Linked DNA regions of Rattus norvegicus: region 1 is linked to region 2. The links are chromatin contacts, called in public Hi-C maps. All regions are on one chromosome and are shown on one strand. Each heading gives the region's core, a stretch centred on a gene start, on an enhancer-like site or on the middle of the called end of the contact. The rest is flanking DNA. Distances are from core to core; before and after follow the strand shown. Region 1 holds the start of Sipa1l2 (signal-induced proliferation-associated 1 like 2). Region 2 has its middle 240 kb from the start of Disc1.

Region 1 (4,900 bases), core at 1,165-3,664, 290 kb after region 2:
ATTGCACCTTCCAAATGTATATTCCATACTAAGATGATAATTCCACTAGTGAGGCTAAAAGTTGGCGTTACAGAGTACTAAAGCAAATGCTCTTGACAAAAGCCTAATGTTTTACAATAACAAAATCATGTTCTAAAAAATACATACTCAAGCCAGACAGTGCAATTCTCAGCCCAACTCTCAGCCTGCACTCCCAGGCGGAAGCTCCACCCCCACATCCTAACTGGATACTGTGTCACACTCTCTCCATCCTCCAGAGCAAATGTCTACCGGGCTTCTTATGCAAGTTCACCTCACCCCATCTATAGGTAGCACGTGGGTACTGAGGAAAAGTCTTCCCAGTTTCCTTACGTTTCCCAGACATCTACCCAGTCGGGGCTTTTTCCCCTTCAGCTTTTTATGAATACACTTTAATTTAGAACATACAAATTTAACATGTCATATTTTAAGCCAGGCAAGCCACAAGAAATAACTATAAAGGCCAATTCCAATTTCTTTAGCTAATAAGTCTGCCTACTAGGGCAAGACTCGGGCTAGCTGTGAGGTTAACTTGTACAGCAAAAGTACTGAATAAGAACTGGGGCGTGGCAGAGCACACCTGTCATCCAAGCCACTCATGAGGCAGGGAGGACCACAAGTTCAAAGCCTGTTTGAGCTACCCTGTGAGGTCAGCCTCAGCAGCTTAGTGAGACTTCTTTCAAAATAATAAAAAGTGGCTGACTGTTTTGAAATAACAATAAACGAGGCTGGAAATGTAGCTTAGTGGTAGGGTGCTTGTCTACCAAACACCCAAGCCTCTAGGTTTACGTCCCAGATCCGACCCCCTCCAAAACAAAACAAAAACAAAAAAAAAACAAAAATCAAAAAAACAAAACAAGCAAACAAACAAACAAAAAATGTACTTAACCCAGAACATAAAACCTGCTGGGGCCACTGGATCAGTTAACTAGAGGGGCTAGTTTGATGACTAGACTGTACTAGTCATTAAAGAGCAGTGCTGGGAAAAGACGAACCAGCTCTCACCAGGGGAGAAGGAAATGCAGAGGTCTGTGACACAATCCTCAGTATGACTCAGGCAGACGCACAGGGCTACAGATCTTTCCTCAAACGCCGCTGGTCAACCCTTAGGCATGAACAGCCCTGCACAAGCCCAAAATTGAAGATAGACTGTTCCCCCCACCCCTCACCCCCCCTACCCGTATTAGATCCCATCTCTGCCTGTTCCGGAAACCTCTAAACTAACCCCAGCCAGCGATTAACAGCCCGCAGAAATCCATGCGACCTGTAATCACCAAACCCACCCGAGAACTCGACATCCTCCAAAGAAGTCAACGCGCGATGCAGAGCGGAGTAAAATGCAGCTCGCTCACGTTCATCTTTAGAGACCAAAGCCCACTTTCCATATTCGGGGAAAAAATTAAAAAAATAACCAGTTTAAGCCTTACAGGGTTGAGTAGTATGTCTCAAACAGTGCAGCAGTTTGGGATAGTTTCTTCCTTTCGTTCCAATTTGTTAAGACGTTAAATAAATAAATATAAATCCCAGCCTAGGCTGCAGACGCAGGAAACTCAGTCGGGCAGCGGATTAAATGCCCGTCATAAGAAAGCCATCTAGTGTTAAAGTTTAGAAGTGAAACCGCAGACAAAAGGAACATTTCTGGGACTATTTTGAAGTTACTGGGAAAACCAATGAGAATAATCAAGACCCCCCGTTTTCTGCGGGTGACTTGGGTTTCGGGGTGTTTTTCACTCTGCCCTTTCCCCCCTCGCTGCTTGGCCTTCTTTCTTAGAGCCAGCCACCCTTGCGCAGACCGAGTCAACTCTGAGCAGGATCCAAAGCGCCTAAGACCTGTTTTGAACAAAATCAGGTATCGCCGAGCCCCAATTCCTGAGGGCGCACTTGCTGTCCGTTCGCCCGCTCTGACGTTGGCCGGGGCTGAATTAATGTAGCCGAAGCCGGTTAATGACGACAAACGTCTCCCCGAGGGGTGACGCCAAGTTGTCCTCTGCTCTCGCTCTCGGGGAGACGAGCCGAAATTGATTCCTCGGGATACTGCGACCAGGCTCAAATGAACGTGCGGGCGCTGCCGGTCGCTCCCGGACCGCGGTCCTCACCCGCGGAGACGCGAGCCCGCGCGTACAAAGGAGCGGGAGCCCCGGGGGAGCGGCCCGCAAGTTGCGCGCAGCCCGGCAGGTCCGGTCCCCGCGCCCTGCGCACCGCGCCATCGGACGCACCCCGCACCCCTCCCCCGGGCACGCACCTCGGAGCGGCGGTCCTCTGGGCCCCGCCAGGGCCGGCGCGCAGAAGCCAGGGCCTCGCCGCCCGCCGCCGTCCCGCGCTACCCATTGGCGCACTCCCCGCGCGGCCGCTGCGCCCGCGGCTCGAGCTGTCGCCAGGCGCCGCGCTGCGTCCTCGGCCGCCCGGCTCCGTCTGCAGCCGGCTCCCGCCGCCGCCGCCCGCCCCGGCACCGCCCCCACGCGCTCCGCCCCCGCCCATTGGCCGGTGCCCCGACAGGCCCCACCCCGAGCGCGCCGCCCCCTTTCATTGGCCGGTGCCCGGACGGTCCCCGCCCCTAGAGCTCCGCCCACGCCCATTGGCCAGTCGGACAAGCCCCGCCCCGGGCGCTCCGCCCACGCCCACTGGCGCGCCTCCTGGCCAGACTCGCCCCTCGCCGTCGGGCGCGCGCGAGCGTCCTCGGGGGAGCGGTTCTCCCGGTCGCAGTGAGCGCGAGCCCTGAGCTTACAGGGGCAGGCGACCGGCTTCGGAGTGCTCGCAACCCGGGGCTCCCTCGGAGCGACCAATGCTCTTCGGGTGTGGACTCTCAGCCCTACAATGCTTGCACCATATCCGGACCCCTGAGAGTCGCCAAGCCTGGTGAAGCCTGGGGGACGCGCTTGACGCAAAAGTGCAAGCCACAGTTGCGCGGGCCGGGGAACCTGTGCCCAGAGCCAGTCCACGCCTGCTCTCGGTGTTCCGGCCCTGTCTATCCCCGCCGGGAGCCTCACCTGCGGCCCGCTGCAGAAGACCTGCGTTGGGCTCTGTTCTGACCTGCATCCGCACAGGCGGGAGGAGCAGTAAATAAGGCCAGAGCCAGTGGCAGGATTTTCCGAGCCGGCTTCACCTTGCGTCCCCAGAGTCCTGATCCGGTTTGTTTGGGACTTTGAACTCCTCCCTGGGAGAGATAAATGTTAATAATGTTATCTCTCCTTCCCCTTCGCCGTGCTTCCTACTACGGGCACACACCCTGATGAAGTTTAAACAGTGGGCCCCCACCCAAGCGGTATTTCTCCCGGTGCACATTGTCCAATTTCTTATGTATTATTTTATAATACCGGAACAACGCGTAGGAATGGGCCTGGTAAAACATGCCGGCAACCCGGATATGACATTACTAAGCTCCCGAGATTTCCAGACTTTGAGGTCTTTCCGGATGGTCTCCCTATACCTAGTGTTTGCGAAATTGTGTATGCATTCCACAAACACGGGATAAACGACCCGTGCTGCTTGTGCTTCCTGGGAAGCCCTTTTATCAGCCCCTGCTCTGTTAGTGGTGGTGGTAGGGGGTGGGGTGGGGGGGGTGCAGGTTAAACCCAGGCAGAGACTGGAATACAGCACCAGAGAGGAAGGCAGGGCATGGCCATGGGCTCAGGTGTCTGACAGAAAACAAATATAAAATGCCTCTTTTGGCGAGGATAAGGAGATTGCTGAAGTTTCAGAGAAAAATACCAACCATGTAGTATTCAACTGAGCTTGTCTAAAAGCCAGTGTGAGCCAAATTCCTCGGCAGTTAAGAGCACTCCTTGCTTTTGCCAAGGATCTGGCTGCTGTACCAGGCTCCCCGTGGCAGCTCACAACCATCTGTAACTCCGGTTCCAGGGGAATCAGACGCCCTCTTCTGGCCTCTCTGGGCATTGCATTCACGCAGTGAACATGCATGACTGCAAGCGATCTCTCAAGCAAATGAAAGGTAGTGTGAGCTATATCCTAGGTTCATCATCTCCTGTCACTGTCCCCCAAGTCTCCCTCCCTGCCCTTCAAAGACCTCATTACCTTGGGAATTCTTAAGGAAGCAGGCTCTAGGAACCCTTGCCCTACAATTCTTCTACACTTTTTTTAAACTTCTGATGAAGTAATTCCTACATCACTCTTAAGATTTCAAAGCCGTGCCAGCCAATCCAAGGAGTTGAGCTGGCCAGCTATCCTGCCTGCTGCTTGTATCTGTTTTCCTTTTAGCACAGTAAAGCCAGTTTAATTTTCTTAACGAGCCACAAGATTTGACCTACAAGGATACTGGCAGGGCAGTAAAATCCAATGGCTAACTTAGTGAAGATATGGAGCCTCACCTTTACTTCCTCCTTTCCCTTTCTACTAAAACCTTCCTCTTATAGCCTTTCTTTTATTCCAAACGAACAGTCATAATCTGGAACAAACGGGTATTGGTTTTGTGCATAGTTCAGTGTCTGATGATAGACCCAAAGGGCTGGTGGCCACCATAGGAGGCTTCAGGACAAGGAACAGTTTGAGAGCAGGGAGGTGCTCTGGTGCCCACAAGGAGAGCTGGTGTCTGCAGAACAACTTTGGGGAGGGCAGCAAAGGCCTTGCCAGAGCTGTCAGCTGGGAAAGGAAGGAGAGCCTGTTGTGTAGCTTGGCTGAACTGCACTTGCCTGACTGTGTAAAGCTCAGAGTTCCACCGTCAGCTCCAGGAAAAAAAAAAGGAAAAAATTAAAACAGGAGGAGATAAAGAGACAGTGCCAATAAGAGGTGGCACAGGGCCTGCCTGGGAAGCAGCCGTGCCCTCTGGCCTGCCACAGCGTCTCTGCTTATGTAATGCACACAAGGATGCTGTCTTCCTCTGTTAGTCCTGTTTGCTTGTGGTTGGCATTTGTCTTACATGTTCCCC
Region 2 (5,031 bases), core at 1,989-4,488:
GTCTACATCTTGATCTGAAGGCAGCCAAAGGGGACTGTGTGCAACACTGGGCGTAGCTTGAGGTTTTGAGGCATCAGAACTCTGAGGTCACAGTGACACACTTCCTCTAGCAAGGTCACACAGCCTCCAATGAGGCCACACCTCCTCCAACCAGGCTACACCTCCTCCAATGAGGCCACACCTCCTCCAACGAGGCCACACTTCCTCCAATGAGGCCACACCTCCTCCAACGAGGCTACACCTCCTCCAATGAGGCCACACCTCCTCCAATGAGGCCACACCTCCTCCAATGAGGCCACACCTCCTCCAATGAGGCCACACCTCCTAATAATGCCACTCCCTATGGCCAAGCTTTCAGCACATGAAACTACGATACTATTCCTATTCAAGACACCACAGGCAACAAGCATTTTACCTGCTGAGCTACTGCCCTAGCCCCACCGTTTTGCTGTTTGATAACCTGGTGACAGCACGTCTTTCTGCATAGATAATTAGCATGTAGCAAGCATATATTTCCATGCTATGAAGCTGAGGAAGAACAAAGAAGATGAGAACACTAACAACTCACAAAAGACGCCAGCTATGGCGAGACACGGGGCAGATGCATTTCCCTGCTTCGGGTAGCTGTTTGGAATTGCTTTCGTGTTCACGGGCTACTCCCTTAGATTATAAAACACAGAGATTATATGCCGAGATGTCTGCCGCCAGACTGAGTTACGGTGAGAGTTATCAGAAAATCAAAATTATTAGCTAGGATTCCCAATGACAGGAGGAAAATCACACTCCCCAAATAAAACCAGACACATCCACACTTCACTAGGGAGATGACGTTTGACATTCACCAGCTAACTGTGACAAGTGTTGATTTCTTCTTACTGGTTGAGTATACACAAATGTACGGCCGATTTTAAAACGGGCTGAGAATAATATTTGTTTGTTTCAGAAGATTACTTCTTGAGATAGAATTCATGTAAAATTAATCACTTGAAAGCAGATGATCCAGTGCACTGCATACAGTCACACCCTTTATCCCTCCTCCCCCATTTCATCCCCATTATTAGATAGGACGGAAAGAAGAATGGAGGGCGGGGGAAGAGAGAGACAGAGAGACAGAGAGACAGAGAGAGACAGAGACACACAAAGAGAGAGATTCCTGAATCTAATTTCTTTCTTCTTGTTTCTTCTTTGCAACCAACCACTAACAAACCTCAGCCAACCCCGCTGAATGACCAAGGACCACCAGCACCACCTGTCAGGGCCCTCTGAAAAGTTCCCAGAACTTCAAACATCACACAATGGCAGAAACCATCTGCAGCTGGCAAACCCAGGCCCCCGCTAGAACGCAAGGCAAATCACGGTCAGCTGCTACAGTCAGTCCAAAGCAGCCCCACACCCCCACACCCCCACACCTGGCATTAAAATGAAAGCACATTCTTATGATATTTCTGTGGTCTTGAAGAAACCAAAATTCCAGAGTTCTCACTACACTTTGGGGATGAGTTCTGTGGTCAGACAGGAACCCTACGTTTGTGGGATGATGTCACAGGTGAGGCAGGTACAAGATAGAATGAAGCCTGTCATTGGATGAAAAGGAAGGATGGGCAGGAGAAAAGCTTTAAAGAGAGGAGGAGACTGGAAAGGAAGAGGAGAGGAAGGAGAGAAGCCGTGGCGGGACAATGTGGAGGCTGACGTTAAGATTCCACACTGCGCCTTTACAGGTTGTGATGAATGTTCTTAAGGGATGGATGTGTACAGGGCTTTGTATGATTGGGTGGGCAATTGTATCTTACCAATTGGATCAAAGGTTATTGTGTTGTGTGTTCTTTCACGTGGCGATTTGACTTTGGGAGAGTGTGTGGGACGCCATGGAGTTGGGATGTGTGTTTCTGGCATGGAAACCTGCCTTAGGGAACTAGATAGGTAGAGAGATTGCTGCCAGGCTCAGAGAGAGGCCTTCAGCAGTATGATATGGGATGGAGCAAAGTGTGTGAGAGCCTTTGCTGACTGAGACTTAAGATGTCTACCGGATATCTTGGGGCACTGTGGTGCCGGATCTAGAGCGGGATAAAAGACAGCATTTTATTTTTTATAATTTTACAACAGCATATGTTTAGCTCTGCTGAGGAGGAGGAGGAGGTATGTAAGTGTGCTGTGCGTGTGTGTGGGTGTGAGTGTGTGTGGGGGGGTGTGCATGTAACACACTCTCTCTTATTTGTGCATGCACTTGTGGAAGCCAGAGGTCAACTTTGGGTGTCTTCATCGCTCATGCCCCACCTTAATTTTTGAGACAAGATTCCTTCAATGAACCAACAGCTCACCACTTCAGCTAGATTAGCTGGCCAGGAAGGCCCAGGGACACTCCTGTCTCTGACCCCAGCACTGGGATTACATAGGTGCGCCACTGTGCATGGCTTCGTATGTGGACGGAGAGTCTGAACACTTGCCATCTCCCTCAGCCCTCTGTTTACATTTTGAAGCCAACTGCTACATTGTCTCCCTTGGCCGGCATGCCAGTAGGGGTTATCCCCAGGAGCACAGAAGAAACCCTGTTTCTCCATGGATCCACTCAGTCCTTTCTTTCCTGTAGCAAGTAATCCTAGCTTGTAAGAATCCACACAGTTTTGATATGCATATATCTCCAGTGATCGACAATTCCGAGTATCTGATTGGCCATTCTGATACCTCATTTTGGGGGAGATGTCTCTCAAGACCATTATGCATTTCTTTTTAAAAATTAAGTCATCTTTTTTTCTCTTTTAAAGTTTTGTCTTTTTTATTATGTTCTGGAAATTAAACTCTTCTTCTTAATTTTTATTACATTTATTTATTTATTTATTTATTTATTTATTGCGTGTGGGCAACATGTAAATGCATGTGGGCCACAACGCATGTGCAGCAGGCAGAGAACAACCTTCAGGAGTTGGTTCTCTTTCTCTACCAGGGATTGAACCCAGGTCCCTAGGCTTGGCAGCAAGCCTTTACCTGTTAGCCATCTCACTGGTCCCTGGATATTAAGCTCTTATCAGACACAGAATTTGTAAACATTTCCATCCACTCTTTATGCAATTCTTCCCCCCCCCACACCTTTTGATTATTTCTGCCTGTGCACTGAGTTTTTATTTTAAGTTCTTGGGGAGCCTGAACTTCTAATGGCTGCACTGGAGTGTTCTTAGCCCTCGCCTGGGGTGGCAGGTCCGGCTTTGGCCGCTAGGATGTGGTCATCTCCTCCTGGAACACCATGCCTCTGCTCCCCACACCAGCCTAGAACAAGGGGCCTGTTGTCTGGTTCTGTCACCCTCCGCCTCCTGAACCAAGGCCAGGGAAGAAAACATAGGCAAGGCCCAGCCCCCACAGGAGCATGTCCAAACTCTGGAGGTGGGAAGAGTACCCCCTCATGTTCCCAGGCCCTCCTTCTCTCTGGGTGGAACATAAGTCTCCACCTTGTTAAAAGTTTAAACAACAGTCGTGAAGCATCAGAATTGGGATGAACACTTTGCCATGCAGTCTGCCCTCTGCAGACCTCAGATCTCTGGACCTGCTAGGTTAGCATTAGCTGTGGTCTGGAACCCATTTCCTTTGTAGACTGTGGTACTTGGAGATAAAAGAGCCTGACCTATAGATGCATAGGTGCACGCGTGTACACATACCTGCGTGCCTGTGAGTCACTCAGCGTAACTGCTTTTAACTGTGTAACTTCCCAGGACACTGGGAGCTGCTCCAGAGATAGAGGCAGGAAGGGTCGTCTCTAAATTGCCACAGAATGACCCGAGGGGACGGGCTACTCCCCTAAGCAATCTGTTCTCTGAGCCTGATCACAACTGAAGCCTCCAAGTCCTGCACTACCCCTGTGCCCCGCCCCGCCCCTGTGCCCCGCCCCACCCCGCTCCTGTGCCCCGCCCCACCCCTGTTCCCCGCCCCTGTGCCCCACCTTGCTCCTGTGCCCCGTCCCGCCCTGTGCCCCGCCCTGTGCCCCGCCCTGCTCCTGTGTCCCACCCCACTCCTGAGCCCCGCCCTGCTCCTTGCCCCGCCCCACCCCTGTTCCCCGCCCCACTTCCCACCTGGTCCTGTTCATTTGGAAGGCTCCTGGCCAGTGTGACAGGTCATTATATTACTACCTGGCCCTTCATCCCTGGCATCTGACAGCCTCATTTCCTGGAGCTCTCTTTGCTTCCCTACTCAAGTTGGTATCTAAAGAGCCCTGAGGGCCTCAAACCAGATTCACAATTTCTGGATTTATTTCCCACCCATGAGCCTGGATAAATGCTTCTAACTTTAGCCCAGGAAGTTCTTAATTTCCCCTTAAAAGATATTATACTTTGTCCATTTCCCTGAAAGGAAGGCCCTGGTGCTTTCTAAGAAACTTTAGAATTAAAGGATTAAAAATGGTAACTAGAAAACAAAGCAAAACAAGCCAGGAAATCCTCTGCTGGGAATTCCACACTCCTGAGGGTTCTGACTTGAGGCTTTTCTGAGAACAGTCCGGCATCTGGAACCCACAGTATGCAGTGTCTGGAGCTGGGAAGGTTGTCTTTTAGGGCTGGTTTTTGTGGAATCACGGACTCCTGCAGGGGCTGCTTGTGTAAAACACACACACAGAGAAAAGGTCTCCGAGACAGAGGCAGGAGTTCGTTGTTGAGCTTGACTTATTGTGAATTTCATTCTCATTCCCAGAAAGCATGTATCTGGCTCCTGCCAGGGCCACAGTTCGTGCTTGGGGGTCGCTCAGCACTCTGAGAAGTCCCCGGTGAGCGTCTGAAAACTTCACAATGGGAGGAGAAAAGCCGAGTTTGACTGGTTAGGGATCAAGTACTCTGGCCTTGCCTGGCGTGGGAATCATACAGCAGGAACTTGAAAATTGTATTGGAGGTCAGGCAGTAAAGTAGAAGGAACTCTAGCTCCAGGGACTCCAACGCCCTCTTCTGGTCTCCACAGGCAACTACACTCATGTGCACACACGTGCACAGAATTAAAGATAAAACGATATAGAGCCAGAATGCAGCTTGTGGTGGAGTGCTTGCCTAGTACACTCAA

Evidence for each region. A called contact is a pair of places that touch in the nucleus more often than the background predicts.
Region 1: a contact with region 2 is called in a Hi-C map of Schwann cells, with 12 times the contacts expected there. The contact joins the promoter of Sipa1l2 here to the enhancer-like site in region 2. A contact is called at or near these places in 2 of 12 Hi-C or Micro-C datasets (Schwann cells and psoas muscle).

What each region holds. Positions count from the first base shown.
Region 1 is chr19:70,435,359-70,440,258 of GRCr8, forward strand. Sipa1l2 (signal-induced proliferation-associated 1 like 2) reads right to left here and starts at 2,415. Exons shown (of 23, transcript NM_001009704.2): 1 at 2,261-2,415.
Region 2 is chr19:70,146,098-70,151,128 of GRCr8, forward strand. No RefSeq gene overlaps it. Among named protein-coding and RNA genes, the nearest start is that of Disc1, 240 kb to the left of the region's middle. Within about 2 kb of position 3,239, at least 5 of the 93 cell types and tissues checked have an H3K27ac peak or open chromatin away from gene starts, as enhancers often do. A contact at or near this core is called in Schwann cells, where this site is marked.